3 separate regions of the Mus musculus genome follow, and regions 2 and 3 are each linked to region 1. A link is a contact called in public Hi-C and targeted proximity ligation data. All regions are on one chromosome and are shown on one strand. The core of a region is the stretch at or near the end of the contact, and the rest is flanking DNA. Distances in the headings are between cores, read along the strand shown. Region 1 has its middle 32 kb from the start of Fam111a. Region 2 holds the start of A330040F15Rik (RIKEN cDNA A330040F15 gene). Region 3 holds the start of Dtx4 (deltex 4, E3 ubiquitin ligase).

Region 1 (4,619 bases), core at 940-3,439:
CACAGCTATATGGTCTTGAGCATGTTATTTATTTTCCACCTCTTTTTCACCCCAAAAGGCATGGCATAGACTCACCATCAACTATTGTGAAGATTAAAAATACATCATGCAAGCTGGGTATGGTAACACATACCTTTAATCCCAGTGCTCAGGAGACAGAGTCAGACAGGTCTCTGTGAGTTTGAGGCCTGATCTACAAAGCAAGTTCCAGGACATCCAAGGGCAACACAGAAGAAACCTGTCTTGAAACAAAACAAAACAAAGCAAAACAAATAAACAAACAATATGCAGGCAATGGCTTCAGGCAATGACTGCCTGTGACAGATTGATTAGGGAATATTACTGTTATTGATACTGTTATCAATACTAAGACTTAACTAGGGACACTCTTAGAACAGTGGAAGTTCTGGGGAAATGAAAATTGGAAAGCACATGAGGAACTGGACTGTGTCATAGTATTTCTGAGGCCACGGATTTATTTCTCAATCTGTTAGTGAACTTGGGGGTTACACTTAGGAAAATGAACTGAGCAGAGGAGACAGGGCAAGACAAGGCAGAGGTTCCATCATCTTATATTCTTGCTGAGGTTATTTTAGGTTTAACTCCAATTTGATCTCCTTGAAAGAATCCTATAGAAAATTCTTGCTGAGCAAGATAGCAGGCTGTGATTTTTGCCTTTAAAATCCCCTTAGTCTAAATGCTCAGGGATGTTATACTTGGGCCCCCGACTACTCTCAGCCAGTTGGAATAAAGACTTTCAATTGGCTATAGACAGTGTCTGAGTGGCCATCTCTGTTGGACTCCCTCTCCCACAGACAACAACATGAATTTTCCAGTTCCTTTGCAAGTGTTTTAGCAAGAGTTAAGAGGTTAAGAATCTACTCTGTATCCATTTCCCCACCTCCTAGCTTTTCCCCTATCCAGACAGAATCATGTTATAGCAAAATATTCAATGCTTGCAGCTATCCTAAGCCAATCCAGGAGGAGCTAGGATTCCACTGACCTTAATACAGGAGTTGCTGCCTCTTCTTCAGTGAAGTCACAAAGTAATGGAGCCTGTGGAGGGTTCCCTGACCAGTCTCCTGGCCCCACTTTTCACCACCGCAGCCAATTACCCTTTAATTTCTCATTTCCCTTTTCTCTTTCTTTCCTGTCTTCCTTACCCCTCTTCATTTACATCCTCTGCCCTACCCCCCTTAGTTCTTTTTTACGCCCTCTTACACCCCCACCCCCATTTCTTGACCAATCTTAAAGATGCTGAAAGCTTACTAGCTTGACTGATTTCTCTCTCTGTTTCGATTTCCTCAGCCAGAGTTTTAAGAAACAAGATAAGAGGAAACTGAGAAAGCTGATAACATTTGAAATGTAAATAAAGAAAATATCTAATAAAAAAAAAGAGAAGAAACAAGATAAACAGATAACAGACACCTTGTCCTAACCCACCACATTGCTGCCTCCAGGACACAGTGGGACAAGAAGCAGCCACTGAAAACAAACTTATGCTTTCCTGGTCCTCCAAATGAATGGCACTTCTGTCCTTTCCAGCCCAGGGGTTCTAGTGCTGCCAAGCCCTTGTCCACCCTGGAAAGTACCTGTGTAGTCTCTGCACTTACATACCTGCTGCACATATTGCTCTCAGCCAGCAAACCCAGCCCCTGACTCAGGTCAGCTCTTCTATGAGGAGTAATCAATTAAGCATCTCTCAGAGACATAGTCTGGTCAATGAGAACGCACTCAAGGAAGGTCTGAGTAGGTAAGGGAGCAAGGCAAAGGAGAAGAGAGGGTGGGTGAAAGGAAGCTACACCCTTAGAAAATTAATCTCTGGCCAACTGGTTTGTTTTATGCCATTCCCACCTTAAGTTTCTTTTTCTCCATTTTATTTCTGACTTTTAAGAAGGAGGGAGCACTAGCTCTCAAACTGAGTTTCATTACTCTTCCAAACCTTCCCTCTTCCTTCCCAGTCGTCCTTACCCCTCTTCATTTACATCCTCCTCTGCCCCACCCCCTTACTTCTAGTTTACTCCCTCCTAGCCTCCCTCCCCAACCATTTCCTGACCAATCTTAAAGATGCTTAAAGCTTCCTAGCTTCACTGATTTCTCTCTCTGTTTCAATTTCTCTGCTCACCCTCCCAACACCTTTCAGCATTTACATTTGCCCCATTCTCTGCTTCTTTGACAGTTGAAGAGGGGGGATGGGCTGTTTCCTGGGTGGCTAACAAGGGGCAGATCTTATCTGTCACACATAAAAGCACTTCAAAATGTAATCATATAATAAAACAGTCTTCTGTAGCAGGTGTACCCTTTTAATCCCAGCTCTCAGGAGACAGAGCCGGGTGGTTTTCTGTGAGTTCAAGAACAGTCAGGTCTATATAGCAAGCTCTAGGTCTGCTAGGGCTATACAATAGAGAGACCCAGTTTAAAAACCCCAAAACCAAACCAAAAGAAATAAAAATCCTTAAAAAGTAAATTTGCCCATTTTATTCAGCTTTTGACAAGCACAATTAAAGAAAACAGAAACTATTACAACCTCTTTTGATCCCCTCCAGGGCAGAGAACACCTGCAGAGAAGACCTTAGAGCCCTGTACTGGTTCTAGCTGGTTGCTAACCCAAATGGGGGCTCCCAGAAATCTGGTGTTAAATAAAGTTCAGTTTATTGCCCTTGGGGTAGTTAAAACAATCACTTCATGAAATCTTAGGAGAGATTCTTAGGAGAGAGTGAGGGAGAAAGATCAAGCTGAGCTGAGCAAGACTCTGACGTGCTGACTTCTGGTTTGCTGCGGGAGATTGGTTAGCATTTAGTAGCAGAGTCAAGATTTGTGGATTACAGGAAATTTAAGATTTTGAAACAAAGGGTGAGGTAATCTTGTTTTGCACAGTGTTCTTTATGTTTTCTATTGAAGGTTGGTTGGATTTTTGAGGAACCTACTGGAAAATCAAGAGGTTTTTCACCTTTCTAGTCCATGGTAGAACATTCCTACGATAACACATTTGTGTTGATGGAAACAGTTGGTGAATAGTCGTACGGATGAAGTAGCCACCTATGTGAGTGGAGCTGCTTCCTACGCACATGCCTGAGAAAGAAATCCGAATACAGCACTTACTCTGTGACACTCAACAAAACGCTGTGGGGCTGGAAAAATAGCCTACCAGATGCAGAGGTTTATTCCCCAGCACCTACATAGTGGCTCACAAGTGTCTGTGACTTCAGTTCCAGGAGATCCAATGTCCTCTTCTGACCCCTCCAGGCACTGAATACACACAGTACACAAGCATAAATCCAGGCAAACACTCACACATACAAAATTTTAAAATAAAGTAAAATCTCAATTATGATGGAAAAATCTCAGGAGGCATTTTCATGACGTGGCCAAGATGGTTTCACAGAAATTGCTTTCAAAAAATTAGCATGGGTCTCCTTCAAGCACTGCTGAAGAAATGATTACTGCAGTTCACTTTGGCTGCAGACAGAGCTGTACTTCCCACTTAAAGCATTATAGCACATGGGTGCACAGGTTTGTCTCAACTGATCTCTGAAAAAGTAAAACGTAAAAACAAAATTCTAGGCCTTTAGGCCCAGGCTTGTGAATGTGACCTTTGTGACTCAATGCTCCAAGGTATGCTAATCATAAAACAGATAGCGACATTCCTCCACCCACCCGCTTTCTGGGTTCAAAGAGTGTTCATTCAAAGAATGTGCTATTGTTAGGGCCTCTTAGAAACTGTCTTGAGAGATAACCTGAACACTTGTGACACTTGTGACTTTGTACTTCCTTGTGACTCTTAACTGGTATCTTTGGTATTTTCCAACAATGCCCTCCCCAATTCCTTGAGTTGTGGTTTATTCCTTTAAATACCCCCTTACCCAGCTACTCGGGGCGCCACGGTCCTCTACCCTGCGTGGTGTATGACCGTGGGCCCTAGAGCACTCTTGAATAAAAATCCTCTTGCAGTTTGCAGCAAGATCGTTTCTTGTGGGTGATTTTGGGGTGTCGCCTCTCCTGAGTCAGAACGTGGGGGAGTCCTCACATTGTGGGTCTTTCATTTGGTGCATTGGCCAGGAAACGGGACCACCCTTCACACCCGAGAACCGACTTGGAGGTATGGGGATCCCCTCTTGTGTACGTGCCGGCCGGTGTCTCTGTTTTGAGTGTCTGTTTTCTGAAACAAACATTGGAACATGTGCTTGTTGTGTTGGGTTGTTTGTGTTTTGTCCTATGTTTCTGAAGCACGGCGAAGTCTGAGTTTGGATCCGTCTGAGTTTATTGAATTTGTGTCTTGGTTTCAGGGTTACGAGATCGTGGGTTCGAGTCCCACCTCCTGTCTTGGTTTTACATCTGGCAGAGTGAGGAAGGAGTGTGCTTCTCTGGTTTTGGTCATCTAGGTAGAAGTGGATGACGTTGTTGGTAGACGATGGGGTGATGGGGTTTTCTGAAATGCACGCAGTCTGTATTTGCAGCTATCCTTTTGGGCCATAAGGACCGAAGGACTGTGGTCGGCAGACGTGCTAGGAAGACCACAAGCTGCCACCCTGGGGGACGCCCTGGGAAGTAAGGAGAGCCAGGGATGCCTGACCGTCTCCGGAGATCGGTCAGAGGGACCGAGTTCTGTTGAAGCGGAA
Region 2 (4,619 bases), core at 1,457-3,956, 55 kb after region 1:
GTAGAGTGAACAGATAATAACAAAAAATTCTTATTTACCAGCAATTAGCAATTGGAATCTGACATTTAAAACAATGTTTTTTACTCTGAGTGTGTCCTACTTATAATATTCCAACTTAGCTTATTATTACAGTTTGTGAATCAACAGTATATACTACTGATAGGGGACGAACACATATATAAATAGAATTGAATAGAGAGATTTTGAAAATGGATAGGTTCACGGAATATTTGCAGGTGTATTTGACAAAGGTACCAAAGAAATTCAGATGAAACTTTTTCATAAATCACACTGGAGCAAGAAGTCCCCAAAGTCCCAACAGAAAGAAAAGGCAAGGAGGGAGGGAGGGAGGGAGGGAGGGAGGGAGGGAGGGAGGGAGGGAGGGAGGGAGGGATCATTTTCCACATAATAATTAATTTAAATTGTACCACATATCTAGGTATAAATTGTAAAATCATAAGCCTTATAAGGAAAAGCAGAAAAGTCATCAAATCTAAAAGACCGTCAAGCAATTCTTACACTAAATACAGAAAGTGGAAGCCAGAAAGTTGTAAAAAACAAAAACCCTGTTAAGGATGAAAAGAGCCTCCAGCTTGATAGAAGATATTTTCAAGTCAAGTATCCAAAAGTTTTCATTGAGGATATTTTTAATGTTCTCACTTCATTTTAAAAGTAGCCAAACACATGAACAAACATTTCACAAAGAAGATGCAGAAATCAAGAAGTCACATAGGGAAACACTAAATAAGCATCACTATTATTAACACACGGCATGTTCACACACATTAAAAGCTCAAGAAATATCATGACACCCCTAATAGAAACGCTAAAAAAAGTATACTGATAATAGGATTCACAAAATGGCCCAGTGGCTAAAAGAGCTTACCACACACCAAATAACCCAAGTTCAATGCCCAGGACCCACATAATGATAAAAAAGAACTGACTCTACAAAGTTGTCCTTCCCTCTCCACATACACACTATAGTTTGTGCCTCCTCACAATGATGCTGATGAGGACGACAACGACGACGACGATGGTGATGGTGATGGATATGAGGAGACTAGATGTTGAGTACATTGCTTGGTCAAAGGGAGAAACGGCACAACCACACTAGAAGACTGGCTCCAAATCAATGGCTGGGGAGCTCCTAGATCCTAGAGTAGAAGATGCCACTGCTAATTCCTAAACAGTCTTGTGTCAAAATTCCTTCTCAATATTTATGTTTATGTCCATAGGCCTAGGCAGAAGCTTTCTTTAAAATATGGGTATTATTCAACACAGAGACTCATACTTACTTGTTCAAAGTGTTGAGAATAATACAGAGTTCTCAGCCCTAAATGGGACGTCTGTATTAACCCCTTATCAAGTTCTGGACAGTAACCAAGAGCCGTGGAATAGCCTGTAATGCTTTGAGGGGTTGTGTGGGGCAGCTTTAAAAGGTAACCCACACCTGGCCCCACACCTGGCACTAGGCTTTTTATTTGATAGTCATTAGTGTCTGGGGGTAGTTCTAATTAAACCCATTTTATGTATGTACATATACAACATCCAATGGGTACAGAGTATAAGAGTCTATTTCTTTGTTTCATATTGACTTTCAAAAGGCAGTACAATATTTCAGCCTGCTCTGATTTCTACATAGACAGCATAAAGTTTATACCATAAACGCATGCATCCCTTGGCACTGACTTTCAGTGGTCACAACTGTGACGTTTGACCAGCAGAGAGCATGAAAGCTCTAAGATGCTGGTGCAAACTGACAGAGGGCGTGGCTTCTGCATATCTGACACACCTCCAGGATTCAGGCCTGGATGAGGTAATAGCAGGCCAGAAGAAGAAGGCGTGGGGCTGAGCGTGCGTGTGTTCGTCAGTGTGTGTATGTCAGTGCGAGCAAAAGCCCTGGTGAGACTCAAGTGTAGGAGCTCTGGCCGCGGATACAGCCAGCGCTGAGCTGAAAACAGACAGGAAGTTAGTGGCTGCAAACCTCAGTCCCCGCGTTGGCCCCTGGGACCGGGATGGCAAGCGAGCTTTTGGACACCCGGGGACCCGGGAAGTATCCGCGGGCGTGAGCTCACCTTGGCGTTCTTCCGGGGAGGGGAGACACCTGGAAGCCTCTGAGCGGAGCCCCAGGGAGGGAGCTGTGCCACCGCCGTTGCCTGGCTCCCAGCGGAGAGAGGACGGAGGGCGTGACCATGCAACTCCAGCGAGGCTCAACTGGTGCGAGGCGGGTGCTGCGTCGCGCTTGGGCCGTGCGCCCTGGGTGGCTTTGCAAGGCGGGCGGCGAATGTGCAGGGTCAGGTTTTTTGCATGAAGCCGCTGGACCCCTCGGAGCAGCGGCAGCGACAGGGGCGGTGGAGCACAGTTGGAGGCGGGCAGCTACGGGTCCGCGTCCCGGTGCCTAAGCGACTGCAGACTCCCCCATGAACCACAGCTGAGGCTTCCCGGGAGGCGGTGGCGCCCGAGGCCGGGTGTGCAAGGACGGGGAAGGGAGCATCTCAGGGCACTTCATGCTCCAGACCTCAGCCTTGGACCCTAGTGGTGTAGGAATGGCTGACCGATCATGGCGGCTGGTGTCCCTACAGCCCTGCTGTGAAACACCACTTCAAGGCGGTGCTGCGCTGGTCCACGCGCGGGGCCAGCGTGGTGTTGGGCTAGGTGGAGAGACAGATTGCCCCCTACATCATCGACCTGCAGTCCATGAACCAGTTCCGCCAAGACACGGGTGAGCCATCCAAATCCCTGGTCTGTCCACTGACTCACCCAGTGACTAGCTTTGCTTACTGATGTCCTCACGTGATAGGTGTTGAGGGCAGGTGTTTCCCTTCCTTAGATCCTCACAGGATTCCAAGACCACCTTCAAGTATTTGTCCTGGCAAGTAGTTTAAATTGTCTTGATTATACAAACCCAGCTTCGGCCTAGCTGCAGGAGACCCCTTTATGCCCCCATCGCCACCCCCAGCCCCTACTGGCCCTTAGTGCAGGAATTCTAGGACTTTGCAGTTCCCAAGGAATGCGGGGTCTTCAGCAAGATACTGCTGGAGCCCTTTTACTGCTCACACCTCAGCTGACTTTGCTTTGCCTCAAGCACCTTTGGGGCTGCCGTACACCTCCCCCTCCCTTCAACCTGGCTGAATCTGGCCCTCTTCTATGGACCCCCCCTTCCCACTGACAACTCCTGGATGTAAGATTTGGGAAGCCGTAGGGTTCCTCAGTGTCTAGTTACAGTCTAGTGTGTGAAAAGTGCTGGAAAATTACTGGGAAGAGAGATTGGAGCCAGGGATTCCAGAGCTGGAGCATCTGGATGTGGTGGAGAGAAGAACCGGAGGACTGGGCTCCGGAATGCCTGGCAGAGAGGCTCCTCCCTTTGTCCACAGAGGACAGGACAGAGTGAACATTCTGCAACATTCTCCAACAGCCTGCAGAGTGGAGAATGTCTTTGCCAGCTATGCCTCAGACAGGGGCTGGGCGTCTAGAATATATAAAGAACTGCAGTAATTAAACTTCAAAATAGCTAGTCAATAAATCAGCCAATGAATGGAAGATACCGTTCGCAAAAGTAGGACCACATATGGACACCAGAGATTAAAAAGGCGTTCAGCATTCTTAGTTACCAGCTGAGTGAAAATTGAAGCTACGTTTTGGATTCCATCTTCCCCTAGTGACAATTACTAAGATAAAGAAAAGAGACAGCAGTGCTGTTGAGGTAATGTAACCTAGTACAGCCATTATATAAATTAGTATACATTTCTAAAAATTAAAAAAACAGAACTTCCCTATGATCCAGATATACTTCTGAGTGTGTGAGTGTGTGTATGTGTGTGTGTGTGAGTGTGTGTGTGTGTGTGTGTGTGTATTCTACCACAGAGATACCTGCACATCCACATTTATTGGTTTTCTATTCAAAATAGCAAAGAAATGGAACCAGCCCAAATGGAGCCAACAGATGAATGGATAAGGAAAACGTGGCACATATATAAATGGTATTTATTCAGCTGTAAAGAAAAATGAAATCACATAACTTACAGAAAAATGAATGAATATGGGAATTAGAAAAAAAAACCCTCCAGATTTAGACAGACAGCACATCTCTCACATGTGGAGCCTAGCCTATAAAGTCTGTCTGTCTGTCTGTCTGTCTGTCTGTCTGTCGTATGTAAGTTGGGGTGAATTCCTTGACTGTAGGCTCTGGAATCAGAAAAGAGTGCACAAAGAGGGAAAGAAAGTGTTGCAGAAGTAGAGGAAGGGCACAGGGAGGTGAATGTGGAGATGGAGGATGTGTGTAAGGTACAGTGGGGAGGGGGTGAGGGTATGGGGGGTGAGAAAGGTGAGGTGATTCAACAAAATAAATTTTGTCTGAAACTGGCACAATAAAACCTAATTCTGTGTGTTAATTATTAATGAAAAATAAACTATTTACAAAATAAAACTATGAAGACTGAGAAGTATGTACAAAGATGCCTCTTATGTTGTTCTTTTAAAATAACAGTAAGATTTTGGGGTGTCCTAAATTTCCAAAACAGAAAAATAGTTAAATAAATCACAAATTTCTGTGTCATAATTCTGATCATTATGTAAACACTAAAGCTAACTCTAAAAATAATTTTCCTTTCCCTTCC
Region 3 (4,619 bases), core at 1,210-3,709, 40 kb before region 1:
TGGAACTTTTTTCCCCCCTCCAGAAAGGTTTCCTCTATTGGCCATGGTCATACAATTCTTGGCAAAGAGGTTGCTCAGAGTTACGACTACAGATCACAAGAGTGAGGGACTGCACCTCTTTCCCATGACAATCCCAATTAGCACACAGGATGTGAAGGCTTTCCTAGGAAGCTACGGGGGACCTGTCCAGCAGCTGTTCCCTGAGTCACAGGGCCCTCCTCCTCCTCCTCTTCTCCTCTTCTCCCCCCCCCCCTCCCCCCCACACCTGCTCCAGGCTCTGCAGTTACACCCTTGGGACAGGCTAGCCAGAATTCCAGAAATGACCCCACCCACCCCCCAATTGAAGAGATTACTGTATGGAGACGGAAACTTGTCCCAAGTCATCAGTTAAGCCGGGACAAACTAGACCCAAAGAAGAGAGCAGCACCCTTGCTTTTCTTCTCTCTCCAGTATCTCCCAACCCTCACTCTAACGTAACCTATAGAGCTCCCTTCCTTGCTAGGATCTGGAAGAGCTACACGGCTGCGAGATTTGCGGCAGACCTAGTGGCAACTTAATTTTTATGGAGTTTAGTGCCTTGGGAGGTCAGAGTGGTGGCTCCTGTTTGCTATTTTAAGCAAAAAACCTAAGGACAGTTTCTTCTTAGCCTTTCTTCTTCTCTTGCTGCCTCCCTCCGTCCCTCCTCCTCCTCCTCCTCCTCCTTCTCTATGGACAAAGGGAGCAGCTTCCCTGCCAGGCATTCCAGAGCCCAATCCTCCCGCCTCCTCTCTCCATCTGCTCTGGCCTGTTGCTTCAGTGCTTGGAGTGTACAAGCAGAGGCATCTGCGGATGCCACCACATCCAGGATGCTCCAGTCCTGGAACCCATGCTCCACTCTCTCCCAGTATTGTCCCAGCCCTTTCATACAATAGACAGTAATTGGAGACTGGGGATCCCTTTGCCTCCCCAAGTCTCTTACCCAGGAGCTGACAGTGGGAAGGCTGGGTCCCTAGAAGAGGGCCATATAGACATTAAAGTTGAAAGGGGGTGGGGGGTGGGGGCAAGTGTATGTTAGGCCCAAAGGTGCCTGAGGCAAAGCAGGGTGAACTGAGGTGTGAGCAAGTGTGAGCAGGTGTGAGCCAAGAGGTTCAAGTAATGTCTTGCTGAAGAGTCAGCATTTCTTGGGGGGTGGGAGGCGGTTTGCAAAACCCTAGAGTTCTTGCACAAACGGCTACTAGGGGCTGATGGGGGCATAAAGGGGTTCTCCTGCAGCTAGGCTGAGGCTGGGTTGTATAATCAAGACTCTTTAAACTACTTGCAAGGACATTTACTTGGAGGTGGTCTTGGAATCCTGTGAGGACCTAGGGAAGAGAAGCACCTGCCCTCAACACCTATAGCTGATACCAGTGAGCAAAGCTGGCCACTGGGTGGATCACAGCGGACCCACGAGGCGGGAGCTCCTGGGACAGACAAGAGATGTGAATGGCTCACCCGTGTCTTGGCGGAACTGGTTCATGGACTGCAGGTCGATGATGTAGGGCGCGAGCCGGCTGTCCACCTGGCCCAACACCACGCTGCCCCCGGCGCGGGGACCAGCGCGCACCACCGCCTCGATGTGGTGACTCACGGCTGGGCTGTAGGGACGCCAGCGGCCGTGTTCGTTCAGCCATTCCCACACCACCACTGCCGAGGCCAGGAGCATGGCGAGCCCGGGGTTGCGGCGCGGTGCTGCCCACCTCCCGGGCCCGGCCTTCTGCGCTTCCTCCGGCGCCGCCGCCTCCGGGTCTCAACCGCGCCCCCCGGTCTGCGCCCCACCGCTGCGGGAAGCCTCAGCTGCGGCCCATGGGGGAGTCCGCAGCCGCGTAGGCACTGGGACACGGACCCCGGAGCTGCCCGTCTCCGACTGCGCTCCGCCGGGCTCCGCCGCCTCTGCCGCTGCTCCGAGGGGTCCAGCGGCTTCATGCAAAGGCCCGGCCCTGCGCACTCGCCGCCCCGCCTTGCAAAGCCACCCGGGGGCGCGCGGCCCGAGCGCGACGCTGCACCCGCCTCGCACCAGTTGCGCCTCGGGCTCCGCGGGCGCCCGCGTGGATCGCGCCGCACGGTCACGCCCTCCGCCCTCTCTCCGCTTCGAGTAAGCCGACCGCGGTGGCACAGCTCCCCCTCCCTGCGGCTCGGCTCAGTGGCCTCCAGGAGGAGTCGCCCCTCCCGGGCAGAGCGCCAAGGCGAGCTCGCGCCCGCGGAGGCTTCCCTGGTCCCCCAGTCTCGAGAGCACGCGCGCCATCCCGGTCCCAGCTGCCACTGCCAGGACCCAACTTTGCAGCCTGTTCAAATATGGAACTGTCTGTCTGTCTGTTTTCAGCTCAGCACCGGCCGTGTCCGCGGCGTGAGCTCAGAGGCTCGCATCTCCCTACAGCTCGTGCATGCATACGCATTCTCTCTCTCTCTCTCTCTCTCTCTCTCTCTCTCTCTCTCTCTCTCTCTGTCACACACACATACATCCACACCCACACACGCACGCAACACCCCCCACCCACACACACACACACACAGGAATTGCCCCACGCTCTCCTTGTTCTGTCCGTTATTACCTCATCCTCGTCTGCACCGTTCCCTAGCTGTCCATCAAAGATGCAAAAGCCACGCCCCATGGCCACTAGCACCAGCGATCTAGAGCTTCCATGCCCCCTGCTGGTCCAAATCCTCAAGTGCAGGTCAAAGGCCACACACTTGTGACCATCGAGAGCCAGTGCCAAGGGTTCCCTGCGTTTACATAGAGAGAAAAGAAGTTCTTGCTGTCCAATTTTTCTGTTAGAAGACACAAGGTAGACTAATTCATCCTGCAGTGTCTATGTAAATAAAACCATGAGACAGCAGAACAAACGCAAGCTAGACTCGCTCATTTTGATCATCAATGGCTAAAGAGGAAAGTAATATAAAGTGGGTTCTGACTAAGGGGATTGAAGCCTGTATTGCACATTATTGCTTGGCATGGTACATCACACGGGCAACTTCCACACTTGAGAAGCAAGAAGATGGAGAATTTCATGCCACATATCCAGACCAGGTCTCCAAACGAATTAAGTTAGACATTTTAAAGAGAATTATGTATTAACCTTGTCAGAAAACACACACTTTGTTTCTCCGTGGGTGGAACTGCACAATGAATCCGTTCTGACAAAGTGAAGCTGGAATTTGGAGCAATCTTATATTGGTAATGAGATTGTTAATCTTTTTTGGAATGGCTTTTCCATAGTTTCATGTGCTCCTTTTATATTTGAGGAGACAAACAGAAAACCGCTCCTAAGCAGATAAACTAGAAATTTCCAGATAGAGGAAACTTAAACTGGGGAAAGGTGTGGGTGGGTATTAAGAAATATTTAACTGTCTGCTTGCAGGACAAACAGGAAGTAGAAAGAACTAACGTTTACTTTCTGACCATTCTCTTTTGCACTCCGTCTTCTTGTGTCTACCACGATAACACGGCAGGGTAGTATAGTAGAAGTGAAATGAATGACAACACAGGAAAACATTTGCGCCTGGGTAACTTGTTAGAGAGAGTGAATATATAGTAATTAGTTGTGAGTCTGAACAGGTGAGAGGGTGCGCCAGAGAACCTGACAGCTTCTGGAACAGGCAGAAGCACAGAGGCGCTGAGGCAGCACCCTGTGTGGGCCGGGGACAGCTGGCCACCTTCCGGACCGGAGGACAGGTGCCCACCCGGCAGGGGAGGCGGCCTAAGCCACAGCAGCAGCGGTCGCCATCTTGGTCCTGGGACTCCAAGGAACTTAGGAATTTAGTCTGCTTAGGTGAGAGTCTGTACCACCTGGGAACTGCCAAAGCAACACAGTGTCTGAGAAAGGTCCTGTTTTGGGCCTTCTTCTTCGGCCAGGAGGAGGTCCAAATACAAGATATCTGCGCACCTTCCCTGTAAGAGAGCTTGCCAGCAGAGAGTGCTCTGAGCACTGAAACTCAGAGGAGAGAATCTGTCTCCCAGGTCTGCTGATAGACGGTAACAGAATCACCAGAAGAACAATCTCTAAACAGAGTCAACTATAACTACTAACTCCAGAGATTACCAGATGGCGAAAGGTAAACGGAGGAATCTTACTAACAGGAACCAAGACCACTCACCATCACCAGAACCCAGCACACCCACTTCGCCCAGTCCAGGGAACCCCAACACACCTGAGAACCTAGACCTAGATTTAAAAGCATATCTCATGATGATGGTAGAGGACATCAAGAAGGACTTTAATAAATCACTTAAAGAAATACAGGAGAACACTGCTAAAGAGTTACAAGTCCTTAAAGAAAAACAGGAAAACACAATCAAACAGGTAGAAGTCCTTACAGAAAAAGAGGAAAAAACATACAAACAGGTGATGGAAATGAACAAAACCATACTAGACCTAAAAAGGGAAGTAGACACAATAAAGAAAACTCAAAGCGAGGCAACACTAGAGATAGAAACCCTAGGAAAGAAATCTGGAACCATAGATTTGAGCATCAGCAACAGAATACAAGAGATGGAAGAGAGAATCTCAGGTGCAGAAGATTCCATAGAGAACATCGGCACAACAATCAAAGAAAATGGAAAATGCAAAAAGATCCTAACTCAAAATATCCAGGAAATCCAGGAC

The links. Hi-C and Micro-C count contacts between places; a contact is called where the count stands out from the background.
Region 2: a contact with region 1 is called in a Hi-C map of effector CD8 T cells, with 3 times the contacts expected there. A contact is called at or near these places in 6 of 39 promoter capture datasets (the C10 cell line, hematopoietic stem and progenitor cells, macrophages and 2 more), 58 of 484 Hi-C or Micro-C datasets (the AtT-20 cell line, B cells, the BV-2 cell line and 46 more), 18 of 130 datasets of targeted methods (the 230-238 cell line, CD8 T cells, DN3 thymocytes and 13 more) and 4 of 9 other capture datasets (adipose tissue, liver, macrophages and 1 more).
Region 3: a targeted proximity ligation map of memory CD8 T cells shows a contact between it and region 1, with 74 read pairs. A contact is called at or near these places in 1 of 39 promoter capture datasets (macrophages), 5 of 484 Hi-C or Micro-C datasets (CD4 T cells, CD8 T cells and embryonic retina), 6 of 130 datasets of targeted methods (CD8 T cells, the SCID.adh cell line, effector CD8 T cells and 3 more) and 2 of 9 other capture datasets (adipose tissue and liver).

Annotation. Positions count from the first base shown.
Region 1 is chr19:12,539,707-12,544,325 of GRCm38.p6, forward strand. No RefSeq gene overlaps it. Among named protein-coding and RNA genes, the nearest start is that of Fam111a, 32 kb to the right of the region's middle.
Region 2 is chr19:12,593,860-12,598,478 of GRCm38.p6, forward strand. It overlaps A330040F15Rik (RIKEN cDNA A330040F15 gene), which reads right to left and starts at 2,707. Exons shown (of 2, transcript NR_015503.1): 1 at 2,079-2,707.
Region 3 is chr19:12,499,537-12,504,155 of GRCm38.p6, forward strand. It overlaps Dtx4 (deltex 4, E3 ubiquitin ligase), which reads right to left and starts at 2,460. Exons shown (of 9, transcript NM_172442.3): 1 at 1,471-2,460. The coding sequence starts at 1,681.